Regions from separate parts of the Hordeum vulgare genome. Here region 2 is linked to region 1. A link is a contact called in public Hi-C data. All regions are on one chromosome and are shown on one strand. The core of a region is the stretch at or near the end of the contact, and the rest is flanking DNA. Distances in the headings are between cores, read along the strand shown. Region 1 holds the start of LOC123426843 (putative lipoxygenase 5). Region 2 has its middle 6.6 kb from the start of LOC123433634.

Region 1 (6,985 bases), core at 1,561-4,060:
AACCCATTTGTCATTCCCGGTACATTCCCGGTAACTCCGAAAACCTTCCGGTAATCAAATGAGGTCATCCTATATATCAATCTTCGTTTCTGTACCATTCCGGAAACCCTCATGACGTCCGTGATCTCATCCGGGACTCCGAACAACATTCGGTAACCAACCATATAACTCAAATATGCATAAAACAACGTCGAACCTTAAGTGTGCAGACCCTGCGGGTTCGAGAACTATGTAGACATGACCCGAGAGACTCCTCGGTCAATTCCAATAGCGGGACCTGGATGCCCATATTGGATCCTACATATTCTACGAAGATCTTATCGTTTGAACCTCAGTGCCAAGGATTCGTATAATCCCGTATGTCATTCCCTTTGTCCTTCGGTATGTTACTTGCCCGAGATTCGATCGTCAGTATCCGCATACCTATTTCAATCTCGTTTACCGACAAGTCTCTTTACTCGTTCCGTAATACAAGATCCCGCAACTTACACTAAGTCACATTGCTTGCAAGGCTTATGTGTGATGTTGTATTACCGAGTGGGCCCCGAGATACCTCTCCGTCATACGGAGTGACAAATCCCAGTCTTGATCCATACTAACTCAACTAACACCTTCGGAGATACCTGTAGAGCATCTTTATAGCCACCCAGTTACGTTGCGACGTTTGATACACAGAAAGCATTCCTCCGGTGTCAGTGAGTTATATGATCTCATGGTCATAGGAATAAATACTTGACACGCAGAAAACAGTAGCAACAAAATGACACGATCAACATGCTACGTCTATTAGTTTGGGTCTAGTCCATTACGTGATTCTCCCAATGACGTGATCCAGTTATCAAGTAACAACATCTTGTTCATAATCAGAAGACACTGACTATCATCGATCAACTGGCTAGCCAACTAGAGGCATGCTAGGGACGGTGTTTCGTCTATGTATCCACACATGTAAATGAGTCTTCATTCAATACAATTATAGCATGGATAATAAACTATTATCTTGATACAGGAATTATAATAATAATTATATATTTATTATTGCCTCTAGGGCATAATTCCAACACTGACGTCGGCCGCCCACGCATCGTGCAGGAGCGCGAAGGGGAATTGGGCCCACGAACCCTTTGTGCTTAGGAGTTAGACCGGCGGGCCGGCCTCTCTGTTGAGTCTTAGGTGGGGCTGCGTCGTGTCGATATTCCGAGGTCGGGCATGACCTAGAAAAGTGTGTCCGGCCAGAGTGTTATCGAGCGTGACGGGAAATGTGGTGCACCCTTGCACGGATGAAATTTAAGTATTCGAATAGCCGTGTCCACGGTTACAGGACGACTTGGAGTTGTGCCCTGATCGTATACATCTACAATTGTTACTTAACTGGATTTTAGTTGCCCCGGGATTGCTTCCTCACAGGGAGTCGAGGGAGGATCTGTGGGCGTGACCTCATTTTAATATTGCTGCAACAATATGATTATTAATTGTGTTACACCTGTTCTACTCTCGTCTATTGCTGCAAGACCCTGAAGATGCTAGTCTTCGATAGGAGTAGGCCTTCTCTCTCTATTCTTGCATTGCTGCCCTCAGTCCACATATAACCAACCCCCTTCTTTGATAATGATGCATACTTAGCATAGTTCTGATGTAAGTCTTGCGAGTACTTTGGATGAGTACTCACCGTTGCTTTGCTCCCCTTGATCCGTTGCTGCGTCCAGATGATGGAGCCCAGGAGTGGAGTTTCCTGCCGATGTCCGCCATCCCGATGATGTCTTCTTCATGGAGGCCGCTGAAGACCAGGAGTAGTTTAGTAGGTTCCCAGGCAGGAGGCCTCCCCTCGTTCGATCGTGTTTCTTTTGTGCTAGCCTTCTCTAAGGCACCCCATGTTTTATGTCTGTAATCAGATATGTTGCTTCCGCTGACTCGTTTGTTTATCGAGCTTCTGTATTCTAGCCCTCGAGGCCCCTGGCTTGTAATATGAAGCTTGTATTATTTTATTTGTGTCTAGAGTTGTGTTGTGATATCTTCCCGTGAGTCCTTGGGTTTGATCGTACGCATTTGCGTCTATGATTAGCGTACGATTAAAACGAGGACGTCACACATAAGGAAGCGGGATCCTATGCAGGAGGCGGGTGCTTGAAGAGAAAATGTATGGTCTGATGTAAAAAGCTAAAAAAGTTAGAGTGAAAAGTAGAGATACATGTATTAGAGTCTTGATTTTTTTATTCTTTGACGAGGCACACACCTTGCATTGGAGAGAAAAAAAAATCAATATTGATATGTAAGCTATTTTTTATCATGAGGCATCTGTATTCATATATTACTATTGTGTAAGCTCTTAGCTTCCATAATGTAAGATGACGTAGGCCCACCCGGTGGCAAAGCCACGATATGGCTCTGTAGCCGAGAGAAAGCCAAGGAGGAGGGAGGAGCCAAAAGGTTGGATCATGTCTAGTTAAATTTTACGAGAATGCATGCAAGAAAGTGAATCGCGCTTTTCTGATTCACATGATTAACCGCTCTTTCTTTTTTTTGACAATCCACATGATTAACCGCTTTGTTATGCAAGTACCGCCAGGATTGATGCTTTGGCGTACCACCTCGTCGAATTGTCGGCATTCAACCGGTTTCCATTGAGATGCACCTACATCTACGCGCACCAATCAAAACTATGAAACAGTTCGGTGGGTCCGCCGGGCGAACCACCCCACGGCCCCGCTCGCCCCCCTGGGTTTTATTGGGGGTGTACCCGGGGCTTTGTTGTCCGAATCATCAAGCCACAAAAGCCCATCCCCCGCGCTCACCGGCACCAGCACCAGCACCGGCACCTCACCTGCGTCGAAGCCTCGGCCCCGCAGCTCGCTCGCCCGCCGTTTTCTATTCGCGTAGGATGTATGGAACACGTGTGGCCGGCGCGGGGATTCCACATCGCGCTCGTGGTTTCTTTCCCTCGGGCGACCGCGCGCTCCGCTCGGGCGCTCGGCCTCCCTCTGCCTCTGGCTTAGCTACCCTTCGCCCTCCTCCCGCCAGCGCCTATATATAATGCGCTCCCAGTCCCACTACGAGAGAGAAAGGCAGCACAAAAGAAAACAGGGGGGCTGCTACTGGTGTCCGGTCCAACCGTCCAAGATCCAGAGCGAGAAACATATCCCCCTGCCCGGCCAGCCGCTCTGACCCATTTCGTCCCCGGCGAGCGATCTTAACCTTGCTAATCTGCGCCGACGAGGGAGGGGAGCTTCTTTCTACGGTCATGCCGCCGATGGAGCTGCTGGGGAGATCCTTCTTGCAGGCGGCAGGCTCTGCCAGCACCGCGGCGCATCGCGGCGGCCGGGAGCGCGGGCTCTGCTTCGCGAGCCTGGGCGGGAGGCCCTCGAGGAGGACGGTGCGGTCCAAGGCGCCGGTGGGCGCCCTCGCCGAGCGGGTCGTCCTCACCTCGGCGCCGGCCGAGAGGGTGGCCCGGCCGGAGGCGCACCCGCAGAGCGTGGCGGCGAGGGCCGTGGTCACCGTGCGCCGGAAGCGGAAGGTGGAGGTCAAGGAGCAGGTCGCCGAGCAGATGGACGCCTACGCCGACAGGGTCGGCCGGAGCGTCCTGCTCGAGCTCATCAGCACCGAGACGGACCCAAGTAAGCCCCCCCCCCGTCCCCGCCGCGAAGCTTCCTTGCTGCGTTTGAATTCCGTGGCCGTCGGGCTGCATCTTTGAATTCAGCTTTTCCTCCGCTTTCCGTTCGCCGCTTCAGCTCCACTCCAGGGACGAGAATATTCCAGCTGGTGTCTCTTGACCTGCGCGTGCGCGCGTCCACATGGAAGCCGAGCGCACGGCCACCAACCCCGTAGCCTCTGCTTGTCGATTTGATTTTTCTTCTTCTCTTCTCACATGTGGCATGCTTGTCTCGAGTAGTATCAAAATCAGAGCGAATCATTGGAACGGGAGCACGCATTGAGTTTGAGCTGAGCGGATCTTGTTGGCTTTTCTGCTGTTGCCAGGAAAGGGAGACCCCAAGAAGAGCAACAAGTCGGGGCTGGTGGGGTGGTTCGAGAAACGGGACGTCAAGGCGGAACTGGTGGTGTACACGGCGGAGTTCACCGTCGACGCCGCCTTCGGCGAGCCGGGCGCCGTCACCGTGCTCAACCGGCACCAGCGTGAGTTCTTCATCGAGAGCATCCTGGTGGAGGGCTTCCCGTCCGGCCCGGCGCACTTCACCTGCAACTCGTGGGTCCAGCCCAGCCGCATCGACCCTGCCCCGCGGGTCTTCTTCACCAACAAGCCCTACCTGCCGTCCCAGACGCCGCCGGGGCTGAGGGACGTCCGGCGTCGGGAGCTCAAGGAGCTGCGCGGCAGCGGCACCGGCGTGCGGAAGACCACCGACCGGGCCTACGACTACGACGTGTACAACGACCTGGGCAACCCGGACAAGGGCGCCGGGTTCGAGCGCCCCGTCCTCGGCGGCGACAAGCTGCCGTACCCGCGCCGGATGCGGACGGCCCGGCCAAGCACCGTCACAGGCAAGCCGCTCTCCATTCTTCTTTTCCTCTTCTCTTCTCCTTGGGCCGCCTTTGCCTTGGCACCACCGTCGGCATCGACTCGACCGATCCATCCATCCATCCAATAAATTCTGCGATAGCAACAGTGTCCTCCCCGACATGGCGGGAGCGAAACCGTCGGTCCGGCTCCGGCGCGTTGCTTTCGTACCCGAACCACCCGATCGTCACTGACGTTGACTTGGCCGTTGCGTTTGGTTTGGTGCACTGCAGACGAGGGCGCGGAGAGCAGGGTGGAGTACCCGGAGCCCATCTACGTGTCGCGGGACGAGGAGTTCGAGGAGGGCAAGAACGAGATGCTGTCCGAGGGCGCCATCAAGGCGCTGCTCCACAACTTCATGCCGCTGCTGGTGAGCTCCGTGTCGCCGGACAGCCGCGACTTCGCCGGCTTCCACGACGTCGACAACCTCTTCAAGGAGGGCCTCCGCCTCAAGCAGGCCCTGCACGACCAGCTGTTCCAGAAGATCCCATTCGTGCGCAAGATCCAGGAGAACAGCGAGGGCCTCCTCCGCTACGACACCCCCGACATCATCAAGAGTAATAAGCCCACCGAATCACCCACTGGGATATGATAAGATACGCCATGGCTTCTTGTTTCTTTGTTTGTACTGACGCTGTTTTGTTTTCTTGGCTTGGCCTGTTGTTGCAGAGGACAAGTTCGCGTGGCTGCGTGACGACGAGTTCGCGAGGCAGGCGCTGGCTGGCATTAACCCCGTCAACATCGAGCGGCTTCAGGTAAGCCGTCCGTCTCGCGCGAAACAACGGCAACGCTGCAGCTTCCAAAACAGAGCTCAACAACTGTACTACAACGTTGCTGTCTGCGTGCGACTCTGTGCGTATTGCAATGGGCCTGAGGAAAGCGTTTTGCCTTCTTTTCTAGGTGTTCCCGCCGGTGAGCAAGCTCGACCCGGCCGTCTACGGCCCGCCGGAGTCGGCCATCACGGAGGAGCACATCATCGGGAACCTGGACGGCATGTCGGTGCAGCAGGCGCTGGAGGAGAACAAGCTGTACATGCTGGACTACCATGACATCTTCATGCCTTTCCTCGACCGGATCAACTCCCTGGACGGCCGGAAGGCCTATGGGACGCGCACGCTCTTCTTCCTCACGGCCGGGGGCACGCTGAAGCCGATCGCGATCGAGCTGTGCCTGCCGCCCATGACCGACGACTGCAAGCGCGCCAAGCGGGTGTTCACGCCCCCCGCCGACGCCACCAGCATCTGGCTGTGGCAGCTCGCCAAGGCCCATGTCTGCTCCAACGACGCCGGCGTCCACCAGCTCATCAACCACTGGTACGCTTCTCTGAACATTCCGATTCAGGTTATTTTTTCATCGCCGGCGATGGTTGCGGACGAGCTGAGCTGAATGATTGTTTTGGCGGTACAGGCTGAGGACGCACGCGTGCATGGAGCCCTTCATCATCGCGGCGCACCGGCAAATGAGCGCCATGCACCCCATCTTCAAGCTGCTCAAGCCGCACATGCGGTACACGCTCAAGATCAACGCGCTGGCGCGGCAGATCCTCATCAACGGAGACGGCGTCATCGAGTCCGGGTTCACCCCTGGCCGCTACTGCATGGAGATGAGCTCCTTCGCCTACGACAACCTCTGGCGGCTCGACCAGGAAGGCCTCCCCGCCGACCTCATCAGAAGGTACAACAAAGCTTCACTTCAAAATGGCTCTGCTCCTGTCGACCGTTGCAAAAGGAAGGCGCAAATATTCATTTGGTGTTTGGTTTGTCGCAGAGGTATGGCCGTGGAGGACGCGAGCCAGCCGCACGGGCTCCGGCTGCTCATCGAGGACTACCCCTACGCCACCGACGGGCTGCTCCTCTGGTCGGCCATCGCGCGGTGGTGCCAGGCCTACGTGGCGGCCTACTACCCGTCCGACGAGGCCGTGCAGGACGACTACGAGCTGCAGTCGTGGTACACGGAGGCCGTGCAGGTGGGGCACCCGGACAAGTGCGACGCGCCGTGGTGGCCGCGCCTCACCACGGCCGGCGACCTCGCGTCCCTGCTCACCACGCTGGTGTGGCTGTGCTCGGCGCAGCACGCCGCGCTCAACTTCGGCCAGTACCCGCTCGGCGGCTACATCCCCAACCGGCCGCCGCTCATGCGCCGGCTGGTGCCGGCCGAGGGCGACCCGGAGTACGAGCACCTCGTCGCCGACCCGCACCGGTTCTACTTGTCGGCGCTGCCCAGCCTCACGCAGACGACGACCTTCATGACGGTCATCGACACGCTCTCCACGCACTCCGCCGACGAGCAGTACCTCGGGGAGCGGTCCAACGAGGAGTGGACGGCGGACCCGGCGGCGCTGGCTGCTGCGCAAGAGTTCGCGGCGGAAGTGCGCCGCGCCGAGGAGGAGATCGAGCGGCGCAACGCTGACCCCGCCCGGCGCAACCGCTGTGGCGCCGGCGTGCTGCCGTACGAGCTCATGGCGCCGTCGTCCGGGCC
Region 2 (7,448 bases), core at 2,983-5,482, 170 kb after region 1:
TCCAACCGGTTCTTTCGGTTTTAAGAACTTTCTAGAAGATTCCCCGAACCGATTTTTCATTTTTTAACTTTTTTCTCTATTCTTTTTTGTTTCTTTTTTTCTGTTTCTGTTTAAAAATGTTTGGATTTTCAAAAAAGATTTGGAATTTGAAAAAATGTTCCGGAATTTTAAAAAATATTCGGGATTTGAAAATATGTTCCAGAATTTGAAAAATGGATCTGAAATTTGAAAAAATGTTCCGGAATTTGAAAAAATGTTCCGGATTTTCAACAAATGTTCCTTAATTTGAAAAAATGTTCCAAAATTGAAAAAGTGTTCCGGAATTTGAAAAAATGTTCCAAATTTGCAAAAAAGTTCCAGAATCTGAAAAGGTGTTGCGGAATTTGCAAAAAAGTTCCGCAATTTGAAAAATGTTTCTGAATTTGAAAAAATGTTCCGGATTTTAAAAAATGTTCCGAAATTTAAAAAATTGTTCCGTAATTCTGAAAAAATATTCCTGAATTTGAAAATTTGTTCTGGAATTTTTATCAAAATATTTCAGCTTTTTCAAAAAAATGTTTCATAATTTGAAAATATGTTCCGTAATTTGATGAATATTCCGGATTTTGAAAAAATATTCTGAAATTTTAAAAAATGTTTCAAAATTTGAAAAAAAATCAATTTTATAATTTTATAGTTGAAAAAATGTCTTATGGTTTCAAAATGTGTTCATGTTTAAAATCATGTTCACAATTTGAAAACTGTTCATGGTTACAAAATAGTTTTCCAGATTCAAAAATTATTCACGGTTTTATAATTTTGTTCGTGAATTTGAAATTTGTTCATATTTCAAAATTTGTTAAAAAATCAAAACATGTTTGCTATTTCAAAAAATGTTCTGAATTTTCAAAAAATATTCTACAAAATCTAAAAAAAATTTGCTTCAAATTAGAAAAGAAAAGGAAAAAAGAAAAAAAACAGAAACGAAAAAAAGGAACAGAAAAAAAAATCTAGGTCGGCCCAGTCGGACGACCCCGTGTGCGTCCGCTCAATAGTTGACCGCAACGAGGGAAGTAGGAGGTCCCGCCGGCGACGTCCGAAGAGCAGCCGTGTAGATCGGCGACGCTAGAAGCCGTCGGCCCTCTACAGAGGTCAAAAGAAAGGAGATTCCTCTCGATGGCGTTCTGACGCTGCAACCACATCATCCGAGCATGTGTTGGCAAGGGAATGCATGCTCGTGCAAAGGAGAAATCAATCAAGAATATGAATTTGATTTAGTACTTCTTTCCATGATTAATTGAGAAACTAACCGCTTTGCCTAGCATAGAAATCCAGAAGAAATTGAAGAAGTGATGACGACGCATGCTTGTCGGAGATGACGCCAACGGCCAGGCCATGATACATGTCCGTAGCTGCAACAATCTCGATAGAGAAGAAATCCGAATAAGAAAAGTTCATCGACGGCGACATGATTGTTGGGAAATAAGTCGCGGCGAGGCGTCGAACGAGCCGGGCACGTGTATGGGCGCGCGCCGGGCACGCTGGACGCGTCGGGTCCGCGACGTAGGCGTGCGTGCGTGCGTGTAGGAGCTGCGTGGGCATGTCTACGCAGGTGTCGCGTGTGCAGGGTGTCTGTTGGCGCAACGGGCGCGAGGATGGACCGCGTCGTGGCGTTGGAATTGGCCGCGCGGATCGCGTGCGCGCGCGGCGGGAGCGCGGGCCAGAGCGCAGGGACGTGGGGTGAGTGTGCGTCGTGGGCGCGGTGTGGAGCGCTGCGATCGCGGCTATAAACACTCCTCCCTCACGTGATGTAATGGACAGCGGGGAGTGTATTGAGTCCGAGCTCAGGGAATACACGAGGTGGCGTTCGTGCGCCAGAAACCCTAAGTCTACCCCTCGTCTACCCCCACTTCTTCCTTCTCCTTCCACCGGTTCGAGCTGGAGAAGAGAGAGCGCGTAGGAGAGCTACTGCTGGCGAGGGGAAAACCTGACAATGATGTGTTGATTGTTGGGACTGCTCTCTCACTCTTGGCCTGGACGAAGGAAGAAGAAGAAGAGCGAGTTGAACACTGAACACAGGAAATTTTCCGCCGACCAACGGTCGGCTGCACGTACAGCCTTTTACTCAAGAGCTCTAACTCCCCCCTCAAAGCAACCAGAGTTACAACTTAAATAGCTGACCTACACGTACAGCCGGAGCCACAAACTCCACGACTCGCATGCGCGCACACTAACCTTGCCGTCACATCCGGCTGCTAACCACGCACGCACTAACTAATCGATCTCTGGCTAACTAATCCACCCATGCATGCATTAACAACCTACATGCACGGCCACAACCGCCACTTGTGCATGCACGACTAACATCACTTGCTCGATTCCGTTGCGGCCAAGCACACGACGTGCTCACACTAGTCTACTATGACTTGGCCTTCCAACAGATCGCCAACGGCTGCAGCGGACTCAGATGCACACACACCATCGCAACACATGTACGCACTGTCATGACCCAGCTCGTGGAACCGACCTGGCGCACCGACGCCGATCGCACCGCTACGAACCCGACCTAGCGCACCGACGCTTGTCGCACCGTGCTCCGTCACGACTTATTTCCAACAATCACCCCCTAAGTCGTGACCTAGAGGAGTGCCGGCCCGACGTCGTCGTCGACCGCCGCGACAAGCGCGTGCTCCGCCGCCTCTGCCTGACGTGGCTTCAGGCACTCCCGCCGGAAATGTCCACGCTGGCCACAGTTGTAGCAGCGCCCACGGCCTCCTCGTCGCTTTGTTGCGCCGCCCGACGTCGTGCTGCCCGCGCCGTCATCATCGTGGTCGAAGCCACCGCCGTGCTGACGTCGCCTTGCCGCCCATTGAGCCGCCGTGAGTAGGAGCTGGTCACCGCCACGTCCGCTATTGTCCTGAGCGCGCCGCCTCATTCGCTCCTCGAACGCCTTCAGCCGACCGAGCGCCTCCTCGAACGGCATCTTGTCGACGTCGCAGAACTGCTCAAATCCGGCCACCGCTGCGTACAGCCGGTCCGGCGCAGTGTCGAGCAGTTTCTTCACCATTGCCGCGTCGTCAAGCGTCGCTCCGAGGGCCGCATACCTTGCTGCCATGCCGCTGATCCTTCCGGCGTACGCGTCCAGCTCGTCGCCGTCCTTCATGCGCAGGCGATCGAACTCACCACGGAGAGTGGAGAGCCGCGCCGCCCTCACCCGGTCCGCACCGACGAACCGCGTCTTCAGGCTCGCCCATAGCTCCGCCGCCGTCTTCTTCGATGACACCTGCAGCAGGATGTCTTCGGAGAGCGCTCCGAGGAGGTATGCCCTCGCCGGCTTGTCCTTCTTCGCGATGACCGCCGCCGCCGAGTCCTCCGCCGGAACCACCGCTTCCCACAACCCTTGCGCGTCGAGGTTGGCCTCCACCTTGATCGCCCACACGGTATAGTTGTCACCGGTGAGCATCGGCACGGGGAGCGACAACGTGCTCCCTCCGGCGCCGTACGGGACGATGGACATGGTCGACGTAGTGGATCGCAACGAAGCTCTGTATACCAAATGTTGGGACTGCTCTCTCACTCTTGGCCTGGACGAAGGAAGAAGAAGAAGAGCGAGTTGAACACTGAACACAGGAAATTTTCCGCCGACCAACGGCCGGCTGCACGTACAGCCTTTTACTCAAGAGCTCTAACTCCCCCCTCAAAGCAACCAGAGTTACAACTTAAATAGCTGACCTACACGTACAGCCCGAGCCACAAACTCCACGACTCGCATGCGTGCACACTAACCTTGCCGTCACATCCGACTGCTAACCACGCACGCACTAACTAATCGGTCTCTGGCTAACTAATCCACCCATGCATGCATTAACAACCTACATGCACGGCCACAACCGCCACTTGTGCATGCACGACTAACATCACTTGCTCGATTCCGTTGCGGCCAAGCGCACGACGTGCTCACACTAGTCTACTATGACTTGGCCTTCCAACAGATCGCCAATGGCTGCAGCGGACTCAGATGCACACACACCATCGCAACACATGTACGCACTGTCATGACCCAGCTCGTGGAACCGACCTGACGCACCGACGCCGACCGCACCGCTACGAACCCGACCTAGCACACCGACGCTTGTCGCACCGTGCTTCGTCACGACTTATTTCCAACATTGATTCAAGGACTGGATCTGTGCCATACAGCAATGAAGTGGTTCTCCATTTTCCACGTATTCAGGCACATCAACGTAAACAACCACTAATGCAAAGGGAAGTAAGTAGCATGTGATTTCCTATTTTCCATTGCGTTGGAACTAGCGGCCACTCGCCATCCGTGCAGCGCAGCCGCTGAAACGGCCAAAGCTATTTACGATGCGGTGGGCAGCCGATTCGGCGGCTGCGAGCACTCCTCCTAGCTTGGCTTCTTGAGGACGGCGAGCGGTGTGCAGCCCATTGCCCGGCCATCTTTGGCACCATCGCTGCCGTCTCCGACCTCCGTGGTCGTCGACGTCGAGTCGCTACCTATCACGCACTCGCCTTCGTGTTAGTGTCGACTAGGGCCTCCGTCCTAAGCTTTGGCTTCCGCGTGAGCGGCTCCTCTAGCACCGCCGCGGTCCGCCTTCGCTGTGAAGCGCTCACCACTGCCTCATGTCCCTCGCCGTCCTGGTGGCTAGCCCACCGTCGAGCGGCCACTCCGACCGCGCTGGCACATGGAGCCCAGCGACGCTCGGGCTCGCGAACAGCGCCTTCAAAGTTGTTGCGCCTGGCATACACCTCCATGGTGGCTCCTCCTCTGTGGATGAGCGCGGCGGGATATTTTCTCATCTCCGGTGATGCGGCCATCCGGCCGGCGCTGGCGTCGCCTCCTGCCTCGATGTGCATTTGGGATAGAAAGCTACTGGATTTCTTTAGTCGCTCTCTCTCTTATCCGACTAGTTGACCACACTAGTGCTTAAATTTCTGTAAATATATTGAGTACTATGTATTCCATATAATATGTTGATGTAATATATCTTCATGTTTCTTACATGTTGAGACTAATTACATCTATTATTTGCAATTGAGATTTTTACCCCTCGTGAAGATAAATTCAATACCTCTAAAGTATAGATTTACAATTGAGAATTTTCTTCTCTCGCAAAACAACATCATTGCGACTGAGATTATTTATTTTTTCTTACAAAATATTAATTTATTTTGCTGAATTATCTTGCAACTAGATACAAGATCATCTCATTTAATTTAGAGGTCCATATAATTCAAGTTTTTCACTTGAATATCAAGTCTCCAACATCATTACTATTCATTATAATAATAGTGTATTTGTGTTGAGTACTATGTATTCCGGAATGTATGTATCTTCATGTTCGCTACATGTCGAGATTAATACGTCTATTTGCAATTGAGATTTTCAATTTCTTGCAAAGACAGATGCAAAATTCAAAGTGATTTCTTTAAATTGATGCTTGGGATTACAAGGTAGTCATATGGATCTAGTGCCTACGCAGATTATCGATGACTACTCATAAAGCCTACATTTTGTCTTCGACATTATGATTGCTTTACAAAGTGCTCTCCCACACATTTTTTCTAAGTCATGACATAAGGCATTACGAGTGAGTATCTACTTATTTCATCACATTATACTCCCTAGTGCTCAGAGATCCACTCCATTTTAAAAATTATCTCCAAGGTGTCATATTTAGCAATTTCAGATTCACACTAATGGTTTCAAGATAACTTCTTAAAATACCCATTGATTTTGCTAAGTTCATTAGAACATCAAATATGATGGTCTTTAATTTACTCATCGTAAATTAATTATCTCTAGTAACCGATGGCTAGAGAATTCGAGGCATCGCCCTCAACGGCCACCGCTGCCCTTCCTGGGCGAAGGACAACATGATCACTCTTGTGTCTCGTGGGATAATGTGCGAAATCCAAGACAGTAAGATTCATCTCTCGTCAGGATCACGCTGCTAACAGAAGAATGTTGTCTTATACATCATAAGGCGATATATTGATTCACATCTCAACATCTGGTTATTCTGTATGAGCAATTCCTCGGACACAATGAACCTCAATGGCAAAGGTTTGAAGTTCACTTCAACCTTCAACCTCACATCAATAATGATGATGTGACCCTATGGGCACGGAGAATGTGATGGTTGAATATGCCTCAACCGACATATTTGGAGACTATAAATAGTCTCTCAATCTCTTAAGTGGTCAATATTTATCTATGTCCATCTATGATGTTGTATTAACAACATAAGTATTGTTATATTTATTCTATATATCTGACAATGATTTTCATATTGAGAACCTTCATGTCTACGGGAGTCAATCTGATGAAAGATGATATGTGCCTCGTGGACATATGCACCACAAACTCTATACCGAGGGAAGTAAAAAAATTCCAATCTCATTTAGAAAAAGGAGATATTTTAAAATCGCTAGACGCGATGAGGTATTTGTTGACAGCTCGAGTGAAATTTACTATCCCTCTCGGTACTCGAGTAACGTCACGATGCTTTATTGCTCCTAGTTTAACTCGTACCCTACTAAACTATAGAGGTGTCCGTCGAAATTTTAAGGCTCGCGCACCTTAAAGTCTATGTTGAACCACTCAAACTCCTTGAATGGATCAAGTCGAGGTGAGTGCATCTTCCACATCCATTGGCTTAAGTGTGTGCTTTATTCACACGGAACCATTGGCTCATTATCCTGACATCGATTTCAAGCAAATTGAAGGGACAAGTTGTAGAATTCTCCTTGTGTGCCTTCAACTTGGCCCTATAATTGAAGTTTTGCACTCTGTCCTATTAGTCTAGACTCAAAATGGTTTGGTATAATCCTATCCAAAGAATTAACCTCAATACGGGATCTTTACTTTGAAATTGCAATTTACCAACTTTACGTTGGAGTCATGCAGTTTTACACGCTCATGACCAGACTTCATAGTATTATTCCCCTTTATCTTTGATACGTGGAAATCTACCAAGTATTTCCCATCTACGGTAATTCGATTGCATACCAATATCACCACCTCGCATACATCACTGGTCATCAACATATAATTGGGATCTATGTGAGGAATAACTGTATTTCCGTCAATACCTCAAGCCCTCGCGTGGGGAGTTATTCAAGGCTAGTATGCTGATTCAATGAGGAATATTTCCGGGAATTAGGGAGAGAATTACCATGAAGAATGCAAGGAAATTAGTGGAATATTGAACACATTTGTGCCTCAAATCCACGTACTCAAAGATCTAAACTATGTGTTTAGCATATTTGAAAAACACTGCAAATAACCTGCCAAATTCATTTACTCGACGTAAAGGTGTCATGCAATCCTACAATCCTGCAAAAATATGTCGAAAAGAGTGGAGGTACCAACTAAAACCACTCAACTCCCCTTCAAAGCAACAGGGGGAGAAGTACAACAATAGTACATCAGGATTCAGTTTCTT

Evidence for each region. Hi-C and Micro-C count contacts between places; a contact is called where the count stands out from the background.
Region 2: a contact with region 1 is called in a Hi-C map of leaf, with 4 times the contacts expected there. The contact joins the enhancer-like site here to the promoter of LOC123426843 in region 1. A contact is called at or near these places in 2 of 6 Hi-C or Micro-C datasets (leaf and seedling).

Annotation. Positions count from the first base shown.
Region 1 is chr2H:500,326,458-500,333,442 of MorexV3_pseudomolecules_assembly, forward strand. LOC123426843 (putative lipoxygenase 5) reads left to right here and starts at 2,811. Exons shown (of 7, transcript XM_045110740.1): 1 at 2,811-3,611; 2 at 3,973-4,491; 3 at 4,741-5,064; 4 at 5,177-5,262; 5 at 5,408-5,820; 6 at 5,915-6,181; 7 at 6,275-6,985. The coding sequence starts at 3,239.
Region 2 is chr2H:500,496,584-500,504,031 of MorexV3_pseudomolecules_assembly, forward strand. No RefSeq gene overlaps it. Among protein-coding and RNA genes, the nearest start is that of LOC123433634, 6.6 kb to the right of the region's middle. Within about 2 kb of position 4,233, at least 1 of the 3 cell types and tissues checked has open chromatin away from gene starts, as enhancers often do. A contact at or near this core is called in leaf, where this site is marked.